Linked DNA regions of Zea mays: regions 1 and 3 are each linked to region 2. Evidence: chromatin contacts called from public Hi-C data. All regions are on one chromosome and are shown on one strand. Each heading gives the region's core, a stretch centred on a gene start, on an enhancer-like site or on the middle of the called end of the contact. The rest is flanking DNA. Distances are from core to core; before and after follow the strand shown.

Region 1 (4,148 bases), core at 363-2,862, 150 kb after region 2:
CCGCCCACTCCACTACCTGCCAAAACAACTTTGGTAAAGGTCGCCTTGCCCTGCCGTAAAACAAGATTTCCATTCTTTTTAGGACGGACCGAATGAGCACTTTATTATTAACACCACTCTTTAGACATGATCCGCTGCTATAGTTTCACTAGCTAGGGTATGACCGAGTATCATGTTGTTGGTTTTGGATTAAAACATTAATAACTGTAATGTATAAAGATAAAACATTACATTAAAAACCGATATGGATTAAAGCGAATCCAACAGACTGTATTTTATTAAAATGATAAAAATGTTAAAAATTTTATGAGGGTGCTCCCAGTTAGGGATGGCAACGGGGAATTCCCCGTCGGGTTTTAGCTCCCCATCCCCGTCCCCGCGACGAATAATTTTCCCCGTGGGGATCCCCACGAACGTTTGCGGGGGACATTTCTTCCCCATCCCCGTTACCCGCGGGGATAAATCCCCATCGGGGATCCCCGTACCCGCTTAAATTATAATTAGATCGTACTTCATTTGTTATTAATGTAAAACATTGTCACTTATACACATTGTTAGATGTAAAAATCATTATGTATACATTAAAATGAACGCATTTGTACAACTAGTGATCTTTTGTAAATATAACTATTTATTTCTATTATTAACTATTATATAAAAACATTGTCATATGTAAGTTTAACGGGTCCCCGCGGGGAACGGGGATGGGGAATGCTTCCCCATCCCCGTCCCCGTTTACCCGTCGGAGGAGGAATTTTCCCCATTTACATCCCCGTGGGGGAAGAAATTTCCCCATCCCCGTCCCCTAATGGAGGAATTCCCCGCGGGGAATCGGGGATCGGGTCCCCATTGCCATCTCTACTCCCAGTGCTATGGATCCGAGCGCTCAATTTCGGAATTATCGATCTGTTACTATAAAATGATACGGTAGTAAATAAAGCAAGAGAGCACAAGCCCTTTTTTAGCCAACAACTACATGGAATTCGCGCGGTGGTACTAGAAGCATCTAGTGGTGTGGTGGGGTGTCGCAGGATTCAAACGATTGCTGGTGCCTGGTGCACGCCACAAGTGATGAAGTGAAGTGACAACGGATCCAACGGCTTTTCCATCTCGTCCTTTATGCGAACTTTTATTTAAACTTTATTTTAAAAACAATACTATATATAATGTAAAATCGTGTTTCATATGACCATATACACGACTTGTTAGATACAGCCTAAGGCTATGTCCAGCAATTTTTTTTATCTCTATCTTCTATTTTCAAATTCAAAACGGTGTTTTGCATGGTAGTATGTACGATTTGCTTTGTGGGCATAGCCTTGACGAGGGTGACGTTATTAAAGTTAAAAAGGTGTACTCACGATAATTAACCAACAATAGGATATGTAAATCCACATACCTAAAATATATTTTTAGTCCCGGAACATTTTATCTTGTCATATACGGCTAAATCGGCTACAACAAGTGTACCAAATGGTAATCTAATAGATAATTGAATAAAGACACAGGGAGATTAGAAAAAATATATAAATTGGCTAGAGGAAGATTGTGGCTGCGATGCATCCAGGTCCACGCCACCACTCTGATGCAGGTCACCAGCGATAGGCCCCACCGGCCACCACCCAGCCTCTTCCCCTCCACCCCTGCTCTCAAATTTGAGACCCAAACTATCCCGTCGTCGCCAGTCGCCACGCCGTCGGCCACGCCCCGACGACCAACACCTGCTCCCTCCGCCGCCGCCCGTGTCCTCCCGCTCCGTCCGCGCGCCGCCCTCATACCTCCAAGCGCGGTTGGATCTGCTCTGGGTCCAAGTCCGCTCGATCCTCCTCTCGTCGGTGAGTGTTCGTCTCCGCCCCATCCTCGCCGCCTCCACAGTGTTCTCTGTAGGTTCCCTGCGCTTTTGCCCGTCCAATCCGGAGAATTCGCTCTCCCCGTACACTTCGCCGTAGGCTTGTTCCCTGCCGCCCCACCTGCCCAATCCAATTCCGCCTTAACCCGTGTCTGGCTCCTCCAGTTCGCCGCGCGATACCAATCCCGTCGCCGATGTGCGGAGGCGCCGTGGTTTGTCTTCCGGAAACCTTAGGGTTCCATTCGACGCCCATGGGCCCCGTTCCTGGCGTCCTTCCGCTTGGGTATTCTCGCAGTGGCAATTATAACAAGGAGTCAATGAGGCAATGCTTTCGCCGCTGCTGGGCTTCTGTTGGGAAGTTGGGATGCACGAATTTCACGTACCGAACAGACGGTTCAAGTTCGCACGGTAACCGAGGGGAATTCACTCAGTTGCGAACCGCCAGTGGATCGTGACGCCTGCCGAGCTACTTGGGAGGCAGGAAGTTGTAGAGTGTGACTTGCTGTTTGCAGAACTTGTACTATTTTTCTCCTGTACACGTTTGAATTATTTCCTATCAATTTATTGCCGTAATGAGGTTCAGTATCTGGTTTTTGACAAACAAGTTTTGTGGTCTCTGAGATTCCTCACACTTAGGTTCTTGGCGTGCTTCATCCATGGGCTGCAGGTTGCTGACGAGCTTTGTGCTTGTGTTCAGGAAACTTTATGTGTGCCTTCATCCACGAAGAGCTGAAGATATCACATGACTAGTTGCAGTTAGTGTGGCTTTTCTCCCTGCTTGGTCCTGATTGTGTGCTTTGCCTTGCAAAGGAAGGAATCATGACCTCTGTTGTTCAGAGCGTTTCAGGTATGCTTAATTCATCCAAAGCTGTGTCATGTCATTTCACCCTAACACTAGAGTAGTGCATGGTGTATTGTATATGGAACGTATGCCACCTTTTTCTATGCTGTGAATTACTGTAGAGAATTTTTAATTATGTATGTGTTGCTGTCAGGGCTTAAGGAGGCCCACAGAGGGGCTACAGCAGCAGCAGCCATAGGCCCTCCAAGGGGGATTAGATAAGGATAGTTAGAGATAAGATTAGAATATTAGTTGAGATTATTTAGTAGATTAGTTGAGATTATCTAGGAAGGTTATCAGTTAGTAGTTTGTTGAGAGTTTTTAGGAGAGTTTAAAGGAGATAAGGATGTCTATGTAGATAGGGGCGGCCAACCGGCCTATTTATGTAAACAATGGATGAGAAATAAAGCAGACAAGAATTAGAAGGGAGAAACCCTCCTCTTGCTCGGCCGTGGGCAGAGGCCCCCGGCCGGTGTTCCTGCCCATCGATACACCTCTCTAATCCCTCACCGATCTAGCGACCATAACATCTGGTATCAGCTAGCTTGGGTTTCGATCTGATCCCATGGCTTCTGCTGCCAATTTCGCGACGTCATCCTGGCAACCGACGTCCCCATCTCCATGGACAGCGCCGCATGTCACCTTCGTCACGCCGTCCTGGCAACCGACGTCCCCATCTCCATGGGCTGCGCCGCATGCCACCTTCGTCATGCTATCTTGGCAACCAGCGTTCCTATCTCCATGGGCAGCATCGTCTGTCAATTTTGTCACCACATCCTGGACGCCGGCGTGCCCATCCCCAGGGATAACGCCAAATTTCATCACATCATCTTCGTTGACGGCGTCTCCGTCCCCATGGGCGACGTCACTAGGTGCAGCCACGGCTCAACAATCACCAGATCCATCGATGGGGGATTTGTGGACCAACATAAGGGCTGATCTCGCAAAGATGCAAGCCACGCTCCAGAAGGTTGAGCAAGGGCTGCTGCAAATCAAGGCAGCAGTGCAACATGAGCAGCACCAGCTGGCATTGTTCGTACGGCTCCGGACGTCGGCGGCTGTGGGCATACAAGCTGCTGCTCGTGGCTTCCTTGCACGACGGAGAGTGCGGGAGATGCGCCAGCAGATGCTCGAGGCAGACTTGGTGACGGTTGAATTCGGCACACGGGGGCGCGACCTCGCCCTGTCGGACGGCCATCAGCAGTGGCATCGGGCCGCTATCTCCAAGTGTGAGCATGGTACGTGTCCCGTGGGCGACGAACTTCAACTCTACGGCAGCGGCGGTAGGGAAGGCACTCACCTCGTCATCAACAAGGGTGCACTATTTAGTGCCACCACATTCCGCTACCGGTCGCCACGAGGGCGCCTCCGCTGGTTATTGTTGCGACCTATTCCAGGTGCCCGTCCATGTGCTCCCCTTTTGTGCAAATGGCGTCCATGGGATCCAGGTGGCTGCAC
Region 2 (4,232 bases), core at 433-2,932:
CCCGAAGGCCAGTCCGCTCGGCTTGTCGTATTTGGCGTCCCATCAGAGGGTGGCAGGCGACGTGCATATACTGTAGTGTAGACGTACTCATGCTGTTGCGCCAGACGTGATCACTGTCTTGTCCATCGCTGTGCTCCGCTGCTGCAGCGTGGGTTGGCATATGCATTAAATGCACATGTCCCCTACCTATTTTTGGGCGCCCTTGTCTTATCTGCCTGAGGCTGGCTCTGGCTAGACGGACTGAGCGGCGGCAATCTCGGGCGAGGCGGAGTGAGCGACGGCGACCTCGGGGCGAGGCGGAGCCCTACTCGAGGTGGGAGAATCTCGGGGAGATGTCTCGGTTTTTATAGGTGGCTCAGCTGTCACCCGTCGGGAGTTTAGTCCTCATTTCTCTAAGTGCGTTTGTTATGGGGATAATTCGAGTGTCCCTAATTATTGCCACGACAAGACGAGACACTTAAATCACTGTGTGCCCTATGTGGATCAATCACACCGAATCGATTATTTATCACAAAGATTACATGTAAGATCGAAATAAATACCGAATATGTAGAGTAATACGTTGTTGATCTAGCCTATTAGAGGTGGGGCCTCACGGAACCGGTGTCCGGGGCGACCGCACCCCTTGCCCCCCTCTAGGAACGGCCTTGCTTCCTCTATTTTTAAATGTAGTGGGATGTAAATTTCATTAAATCAACAAGGACATGACGTAATTAAATGAACAAAAAATGGTTTTAAATGGGAGAGCTAGCTTCTTGTTTTTTGAAAAACATAGAAACCATTTTCTATATATTGGGACATAAACTAGTATTTTTGAAACCACTCTAGTTTCTAAAAAAACAGTTTTCTTAGAAAATGGTTGCTTCTAAACACATCCTTAGAACTCTGCAGGAAACGACTTCTCAATATCAGTTTTAAGGGACATCTAAATAATTAGTGGGGGTAGATTTTAATCATTTCTCTAACAGATCCCTTAAATTGACAGATTGTTTCTGGGGAGCCTAAAAACCCTCATTTGCAGCTACAAATTAGGAGTTATAAGGACTATGAAAAAGTTGGGAGCAATTTAGTGGAACTGTTGGAGACACGTTTTTGTGTTTTTTTTTCTAAAAAATTGGATTTAGAGGAGACTTCTGGGGAGTTTTTATAGATGATCTTAATTGTTTTATAGGGGGCATGTATCTTGCTTTCCAATGAGAAATGCGCTTTTCGTGTAACTCACGGTGAAGTCACGATGTAAAAGTTACGCGCTAGTGTCAGTGCGTATCGAAAATTGATTTCTCGTCGCTAGAAGTTGCGAAAGTAAACCCAACAACTCCATGGACCATAGAATGGTTGGGCCGTGTTCACCTCGGCCCATATTCAGATTCTCCAAGATTCAGATCCTCTTCCCATGAAAGCGGACCACGTGGCCCACTTTATACCAGATGATCTCATCCACGAATCCGCAGCAGAATCTCGTTACAGGCGAGCGGGCCCACCTGCTCGACCGCGCGCAACTGCAAGTCTGCCACCGACCGCAACCGCATCTCGTTCGCGACGCGTGTTGCAAGTTGCAAATTACCCGATGCCGATGGCGATGGGGGAGGACTGTACGGCCGAGATCGCGCACACGCGCGTGGCGCGCCACTATAAAATGCCACAACCCCCGTGGCGTGGACCCATCAGATCCATCAACACCCTTACCCTAACATAACTAAGTAACCGCCTCCCTCCTCCACTCAACCATGGCGGCGTCTGGCGACGGCGACGTCGACATCGACGGGTGCTGCGGGGGCACGCTGTTCCCAGAGAAGTCGTTCCGGAGCTGGTCGGCGTATGGGCAGGCGCTGCTGGAGACGGGCCCGCGGCTGCGCGACCGGGTGACGACGCGGTCCATGGACGACACGGAGGTGAACGAGGTCCGCGGCCGGAGCGGCGCCGACATGCGGCGGACGCTCACGTGGTGGGACCTCATCTGGTTCGGCATCGGCGCCGTCATCGGCTCCGGCATCTTCGTGCTCACGGGCCAGGAGGCTAAGAATGCCGCCGGCCCCGCCGTCGTCGTCTCCTACGCCATCTCCGGCGTCTGCGCCATGCTCGCCGTATTCTGTTACACCGAGTTCGCCGTCGAGATCCCCGTCGCAGGTACGTACATGCATACCATACATATGAGTCGATGCATGCAGCGAGCTTTACGGATCGCGTCATTTGATCGTGTTACGGATCGTGTGTTGTATGCGATGAAATTAACAGGCGGGTCGTTCGCGTACCTCCGCGTGGAGCTCGGCGACTTCATGGCGTTCATCGCGGCGGGCAACATCCTGCTGGAGTACTGCATCGGCGGCGCGGCGGTGGCGCGGTCGTGGACGTCGTACTTCGCGACGCTTCTGAACCACCACCCGGACGACTTCCGCGTTCACGCCGCCGCGCTCGCGGAGGGCTACTCGCAGCTGGACCCGATTGCGGTGGCGGTGACGGCGGTGATCTGCGCGCTGGCCGTGTTCAGCACCAAGGGCTCGTCGCGCTTCAACTACGTGCTCTCCATCCTGCACCTCGCCGTCCTCGTCTTCGTGGTCGTGGCGGGGCTGACCAAGGCCAATGCCGCCAACCTCACCGCCGACTTCGCGCCCTTCGGCGCGCGCGGGGTGTTCGCGGCCGCCGCCGTGCTCTTCTTCGCCTACATCGGCTTCGACGCCGTGAGCACCATGGCGGAGGAGACGCGGAACCCCGCTAAGGACATCCCCGTGGGGCTCATGGGCGCCATGACGCTCACCACCATCATCTACTGCCTCCTGGCACTCGTTCTCTGCCTCATGCAGCCCTACACCGAGATGGACCCCGACGCGCCCTTCAGCGTCGCCTTCACCGCCGTTGGCATGGACTGGGCCAAGTACATCGTCGCCTTCGGCGCGCTCAAGGGCATGACCTCCGTGCTCCTGGTTAGCGCCGTCGGGCAGGCCAGGTACCTGACCCACATTGCGCGGACGCATATGGTGCCGCCGTGCCTCGCGCAGGTGCACCCCAGGTTCGGCACCCCCGTCTACGCCACTATCGTCATGATGGTGGCCACCGCCGTCATCGCGCTCTTCACCAACCTCACCATCCTCTCCAACCTGCTCTCCATCTCCACGCTCTTCATCTTCTCACTCGTCGCCATCGCACTCCTCGTCCGCCGCTACTACGTCTCTGGCGAGACGGCGGCCTCGGACCGCAACAGGCTCGTGGCGTGCCTCGCCGTGATCGTCGCCTCGTCCACGGCCACCGCCGCGTACTGGGGGATGACGACCTCCGGTGGCGGCGGGTGGGTGGTGTACGTGGTCACTTGCGCCGCGTGGCTCGCCGCCACGGCGTACCTGCAATGGGGCGTGCCCAAGGCGCGCGCGCCCAAGATGTGGGGGGTGCCGCTCGTGCCATGGCTACCGTCGGCGTCCATCTTCATCAACATCTTCTTACTGGGCTCCATCGACGGCGCCTCCTTCACGCGCTTCTGGATATGGACAGCGGCGCTGCTCGTCTACTACTTCTTCGTGGGGCTCCACGCGTCCTACGACACGGCCAAGGCCCTCGCTGTCGAGACCGAGGCAGCACGGGTGGAGGAAGGTGCGCGCAAGCCTACCGCCGCGAACACAGCAGACGGCGGCTGCCGCTTCGGCTAAACTAAACTTAAACTAAGTAGCCTTAGAGCTTAGCTGGTTAATGAAATTATCTGTTATTACTCTATCTATATATGATTAGTCGACGTGCATGTACAAAGAAATATACTGCTAGCTTAATAAGAGGGTGTTTGGTTTCTAGGGACTAATGTTTAGTCCCTACATTTTATTCTATTTTAGTTCAAAAATTGTTAAATTTAGAAACTAAAACTTTATTTTAGTTTCTATATTTAGCAATTTATAAACTAAAAAGGAATAAAATGAAGGGATTAAACATTAGTCCATAGAAACCAAACACCCCCTAAGTTCACAGTGTTGAATTTCGAAGTGATTTCGTATACGCTTATATATTCTATGAACATTCGCATACTCCAACAACAACAGTTATTGATGCCATATGTTTGTGCGCTGTTCATTCGTGTTTAGAATTGCTTCGTCTTTCTCATTGATAAATGTATTAGTTATTTTCGCTAAGTACAAAGAAGCTCTATAGTGAAGATTCTAAAGTTATTTGTACTGACATTTTCAGTCACACAACAGCAAAACCGAATACTCCCGTCGGCCATAATAATTCCCGTCGGTTTTTAGGGTTGCCGA
Region 3 (4,565 bases), core at 630-3,129, 210 kb before region 2:
AGTGAATGAAGCATCTGGTATAAACAGGATCTAAGAATTATGGATAACGCCTCCTAAGGTTATTAAACTACAGGAAACAAAGTGCAAAAATAAAGGGATATAGACCAACAGTTAGAAAGCAAGAAAGAAAGCTGCATACCTCAGATGAATGTTTCTGCCTTTTGCTTGGTTTTGTGTTGCTTTCTTCTTTTTTATCCTCTGCAAAACCATTGCTTAGACTTTCGTTGGCTGTGCAATCTTCTTTCCCAGTCACAGGGGGAATGCTTCCTTCAACTTCTTCTAGCTTCCGTTTTTTGCCAGCAACTGCATTTTCATTTGACGACTTCCCTTGGTTACCTTCTTCAATCTCCATTACACTCTTGTTCGCATCATCTTGTTTTGGGACTGAATCTTTCCCTGCAGCCTCTTTACCTTCCACCTGAACAGTTTCTTCAGGGTTAGACTTCTTCCGCTTTTTTTTGGCCTTTTTCTCATTATCATCCTTGACTGTTTCTACAGCACCATTCTTTCCCTTGGCACCATCAGCCTCAGCAGGTGCACTTCCTGCATCAGTCTTCTCTGAAGTCCCGGCAGATGATTTCTCTTTCTTCTTCTTTTTCCTTTCCACAGCACCACTGCAGTCATCAGCACTGTCATTCTGACCTTTTGGTTCTACCTCTCTTCCATTGAGCTTTTCTGCTGCCTCAAACTTGTTAAGTATTGCTAATTCTGCCTTTTCCAGCCTAGCTTCGACATCATCATCCTTTCCCTGCTTCTTGTTTTTCTTCTTCTTCTTGCCATCAAGCTTATGATCATCCTCCTTCACTGTTTCAGTTGTTTCGCCGCTGCCAGCGCCCGCAGCTGAGGGGTCACCCTTGTCCTTCTTCTTCTTCTGTTTCTTCTCCTTGGCCTCATCGTCCTTCTGGTCGGCGTTCTTCACAATTTCAGTTGTTCCCTCGCTAGCAGCATTCGCAGCTGAAGGGTCACCCTTGTCTTTCTTCTTCTTTTGTTTCTTCTCTTTAGCCTCACCGTCCATATTTTCAGTCGGCTTTTCCTCAGCTAAAGGCTCGATCGCCTTGCTCTCAGGCTCACCGGCTTCTGTGCCGCTCCTCTTTTTTTCCTTGCCAACTTCTCCTGCTATATCATCATTTTCCTTGTCTGCGCCAGTGAATTCCAGTCAGCGGGAACCAAAAGTAAATAAAGGTATCGATCAAAGGCAAACGACAACAATTTGAACAAACAAAGCTGCTACCTTGCTCATCGCTTCCCAGAATGGCAGCCGCCCGAGTTGAATTGCTGTTCGACATCCAAATTTGCATCAGTAACCGATCATACTGTGCTAGTAAACAGCACACGCCACTCACCAATCGAAGCAATGTGGCAAAGGTAAAATGATCATTGGAAATAGTACCTCGACTCTAAGAATCTGGCAACCAGCTCCTCCAAGTTCACCTGTGACGACCCCCACGCACCGGCCTGGAACCAGAAATTCCCCAATCCTGCGCCTCAGCAACAGCGCACCAAAACGGCAACACCACAAACGTACAGGGGGGAGAGGGTACCTCGAGGCCGGCCTCGGATTGGAGGGCGACGAGCGTGCGCGAGAGCCCAGCGGACTCGAGGAAGGCGGCGACGGAGGCGACCACCGCGGCCCTCGCGCCAGGGACCGGGGCGGCGGCGGCGGCGGCGGCTCCATTGGCCACCTTGGCCTTGGCCTTCTTCTTCTCCTTCTTGGATTCCTCCTTGGCCATGGCGGAAGAGGCGGCGGCGCGGGGCTGTGATGAGGCGGCGAGTACGACTTGGCGCGGGACGAAGAGCATCGGGCGGCTAGGGTTTGCAGCCGCGGGGTTTATACTTGGAGCCTTGGATGTCGGAACGGTGGAGTGGCATGGTACAGTGACGGGCGTACTGGGGAGCACGGTCGTTTAGTCGCGTGAGATTCTATGACGTACGGGCCCGGATTGAGCGGGTCCGTGCGGTCAGTGAGGGGATGGGTGGTCCACGCGACGGCGAGCCGTAGGAGAGTGTTGGGTGGCCGGGCGGGGAAGCTTCTGGAAGGGCACGAAGGTATGCTCCGACAGTGGGGTCCACTGTCATTCGGCGGACAGGAGTATAAAGCCGCTGTTCTTCTAACTGGTTTTCTTTAACCTATGTTATATAGTCGCTCACTCCGTTCTAAAAGGAAAACTTCGTACGTGATGAAGTATTATTCCTTTGTCCAAATTAAAATTAGTTTTAAGAAATTAATAGATTCATATTTAATTTATATATATGTTTAGATTCAGCATCATCTATTTTAATATAGACATAAAAATAAAAGCTGAAATGAATATTATTTTAGGATGAAGGGAGTATTTTTATATACTCTCCATTCAAATTACAAAATATATTATCTATTTTAGATGTATATATATTTACTTTGTACCTAGACATATGTATTAGTAAACACACAGTAAAAGCTACATATACATTTTTAGGAAAAAAATATTCAAAATAGAAGAAGTATTTATTTGGTGTGTATATGATATTGATTTTCCTATAAAATTTGTCGATCTTAAGATATCTCGACCGTAGATGATTTTAAAATTGGTTTACTTTAGGCACAAAGGTAGATGTGTTTAAATATACGCTAGGTGGATACATTTTTTTTGCTACATGTTACTTATCTATTTTTCATATGATAATTACTATATGAATTAATTAAGTATTCAAAGTGACTAATTGATACTAGTTTAAAAAATATATCCTCAACTATTTTTGAGGCAAACAACCCACGTATCATGTCATTTTACTTAGTCACTTAGGGTCTAAGCAACCTAATTTTTAAGAAACTAGTTTCTAGAAACTGGTTTATGAAAAAAAATGGTGAGGGTGTTTTTTGGAATCTAGTTTTTAAGAAACCAATTTCTTGTTTTTTGAATACACAATGGCTAGTCTACCCTTCCTCTCAGGGACGCCGGACGCCCACACATCGCAAACTCGTTTGAAGCGATTTGCTAATAGGTGATGCCACATAGAAGTTGCTAGGTGATGGGAGACGTGTCGATGTTTGGACCGTGGGCCCTTAACCAACTAGTAAATATGTCGCGTGGCCGACTCTAGATGGTGTGCGAGAAGACACAAGCAGTTATTCTGGTTCGGGCAACACAAGGCCATACTTCCAGTAGAGGGGATGAGGCTTATATTACTCGCATCGTGGTGTTTGTAGTAGGGGTTTACAAGCACGGCGTGAGAGGGGAAGTCCCCAAGTCCCTAAAGATGATTGAGGCAAGTGCCAATATCTAAGACAAAGTGAAGGGGTGAGCGTTCGTCTGCGTGTGTTGTGGATCTCCTCACTGGAGGGACCACTGCCCTATTTATACACGAAGGGGGTGTCCGCAGCGAATCCGAGTGTTGTATTCGAAGGAGAGACGCCCTGGCGTCTGCAAGCCAACGTGACGGCGAACTGTGCTATTGACCCGCGCCTGTTGAATTCCCGTAGAGAGCCGAGGGGTTGTCCATACGCTCGAGCTCCGTGGGAGAGGTCGCCCATGTCGTAGTTGTTGTAACAGCACCAGGGTATGGGCCAAAAGCTGCTTACGTGGTGCGTTAGCGTCCTAGCACGTGATGACGTCGAGATTCCCTGCTGCGCTTATCGAGATCAGAGCCCCTGCTTAGTAGAGGCGGAAGTCTTCCCAAGACGTTAGCCGAGCCGTCCCTTGACGTGCGCCACAGTCGGGCGGAGTGACCGTCTGCGGGATTGATGGCGTAGTTTCCATTGAGCTGTTAACGGGTGATCCGAGCGGGGGTCCAAGCTCCTTTTGATCGGAGTCAGCTTGAGGTCCGGAGACATGCCCCAAAAGGTACTTGCAAGTGATTCGCCCGGTCCTAGATCCGTTCGATGGGGTCCGAGGGCTCAATGCCTCCCTATGACGTGATACCGTCACGAATCGTTCTCGGGGGTCTCGGATATGTCTTAAGGTACCTCGGGTGCAACCCGAGCTAGGGCCATGTACGGGCGTACTTATAGTCATCCCTGACTCTGTGCTCTGAGGTGGTTTTGGAGCCCTTCCGAGGGGCCAAACTTCGAACCCCTGATTAGTATTGGGCTCGGAGCCCTGAAGTCCTAAGGCGGTTCATCTGAACCCTGCTGAGGGTCGAACCTTTGAACCTGTGAACAATATTTTTCCTTGCCTTTTTTCCCTCCCAGAGTGACATGTCGAGGCAGAAAATGACTTTTTTCCGATTCGCTGGTCCCTTTTCGAGAGGGGTTGCCCGAGGCAGAAGACGCTTCTTTCCAGTTCGATTGCCGAGAGTATAAAAGGTAGAGTAGTCGAGGGTAGAGGGCGTACCTTTTGAGGCGAAATGCGGAACGGTGCTCGGCGCGTTTTTCCTCGAAAGGGACACAGTCATTTAATGCGATGGGGCATATTGCCGGTCAGCCGACCGTTTGTGGCACGTGTGCGTGCGGGATTTGAAACGACCGTCGTCTGGCTGTTTTCGATTCACACTTCGGTGGCTCCATCCTTACCTATATAAAGCTGACCGAGAGGGGGGCTTCGAACCGTTACCTTTGTTGTTTTAGTCCTTTGCCTTCGAACGACGTT

Evidence for each region. A called contact is a pair of places that touch in the nucleus more often than the background predicts.
Region 1: a Hi-C map of endosperm shows a contact between it and region 2, with 3 times the contacts expected there. The contact joins the promoter of LOC100383246 here to the promoter of LOC118476691 in region 2. A contact is called at or near these places in 4 of 25 Hi-C or Micro-C datasets (bundle sheath, ear, endosperm and 1 more).
Region 3: a contact with region 2 is called in a Hi-C map of endosperm, with 4 times the contacts expected there. The contact joins the promoter of LOC100382414 here to the promoter of LOC118476691 in region 2. A contact is called at or near these places in 2 of 25 Hi-C or Micro-C datasets (ear and endosperm).

What each region holds. Positions count from the first base shown.
Region 1 is chr3:124,842,643-124,846,790 of Zm-B73-REFERENCE-NAM-5.0, reverse strand. It overlaps LOC100383246, which reads left to right and starts at 1,612. Exons shown (of 6, transcript NM_001175907.1): 1 at 1,612-1,835; 2 at 2,547-2,696. The coding sequence starts at 2,669.
Region 2 is chr3:124,994,418-124,998,649 of Zm-B73-REFERENCE-NAM-5.0, reverse strand. LOC118476691 (cationic amino acid transporter 1-like) reads left to right here and starts at 1,682. Exons shown (of 2, transcript XM_035966291.1): 1 at 1,682-2,127; 2 at 2,236-3,755. The coding sequence starts at 1,728. The coding sequence ends at 3,638.
Region 3 is chr3:125,204,982-125,209,546 of Zm-B73-REFERENCE-NAM-5.0, reverse strand. It overlaps LOC100382414, which reads right to left and starts at 1,879. Exons shown (of 7, transcript NM_001175157.2): 1 at 1,542-1,879; 2 at 1,391-1,455; 3 at 1,232-1,275; 4 at 140-1,137. The coding sequence starts at 1,799.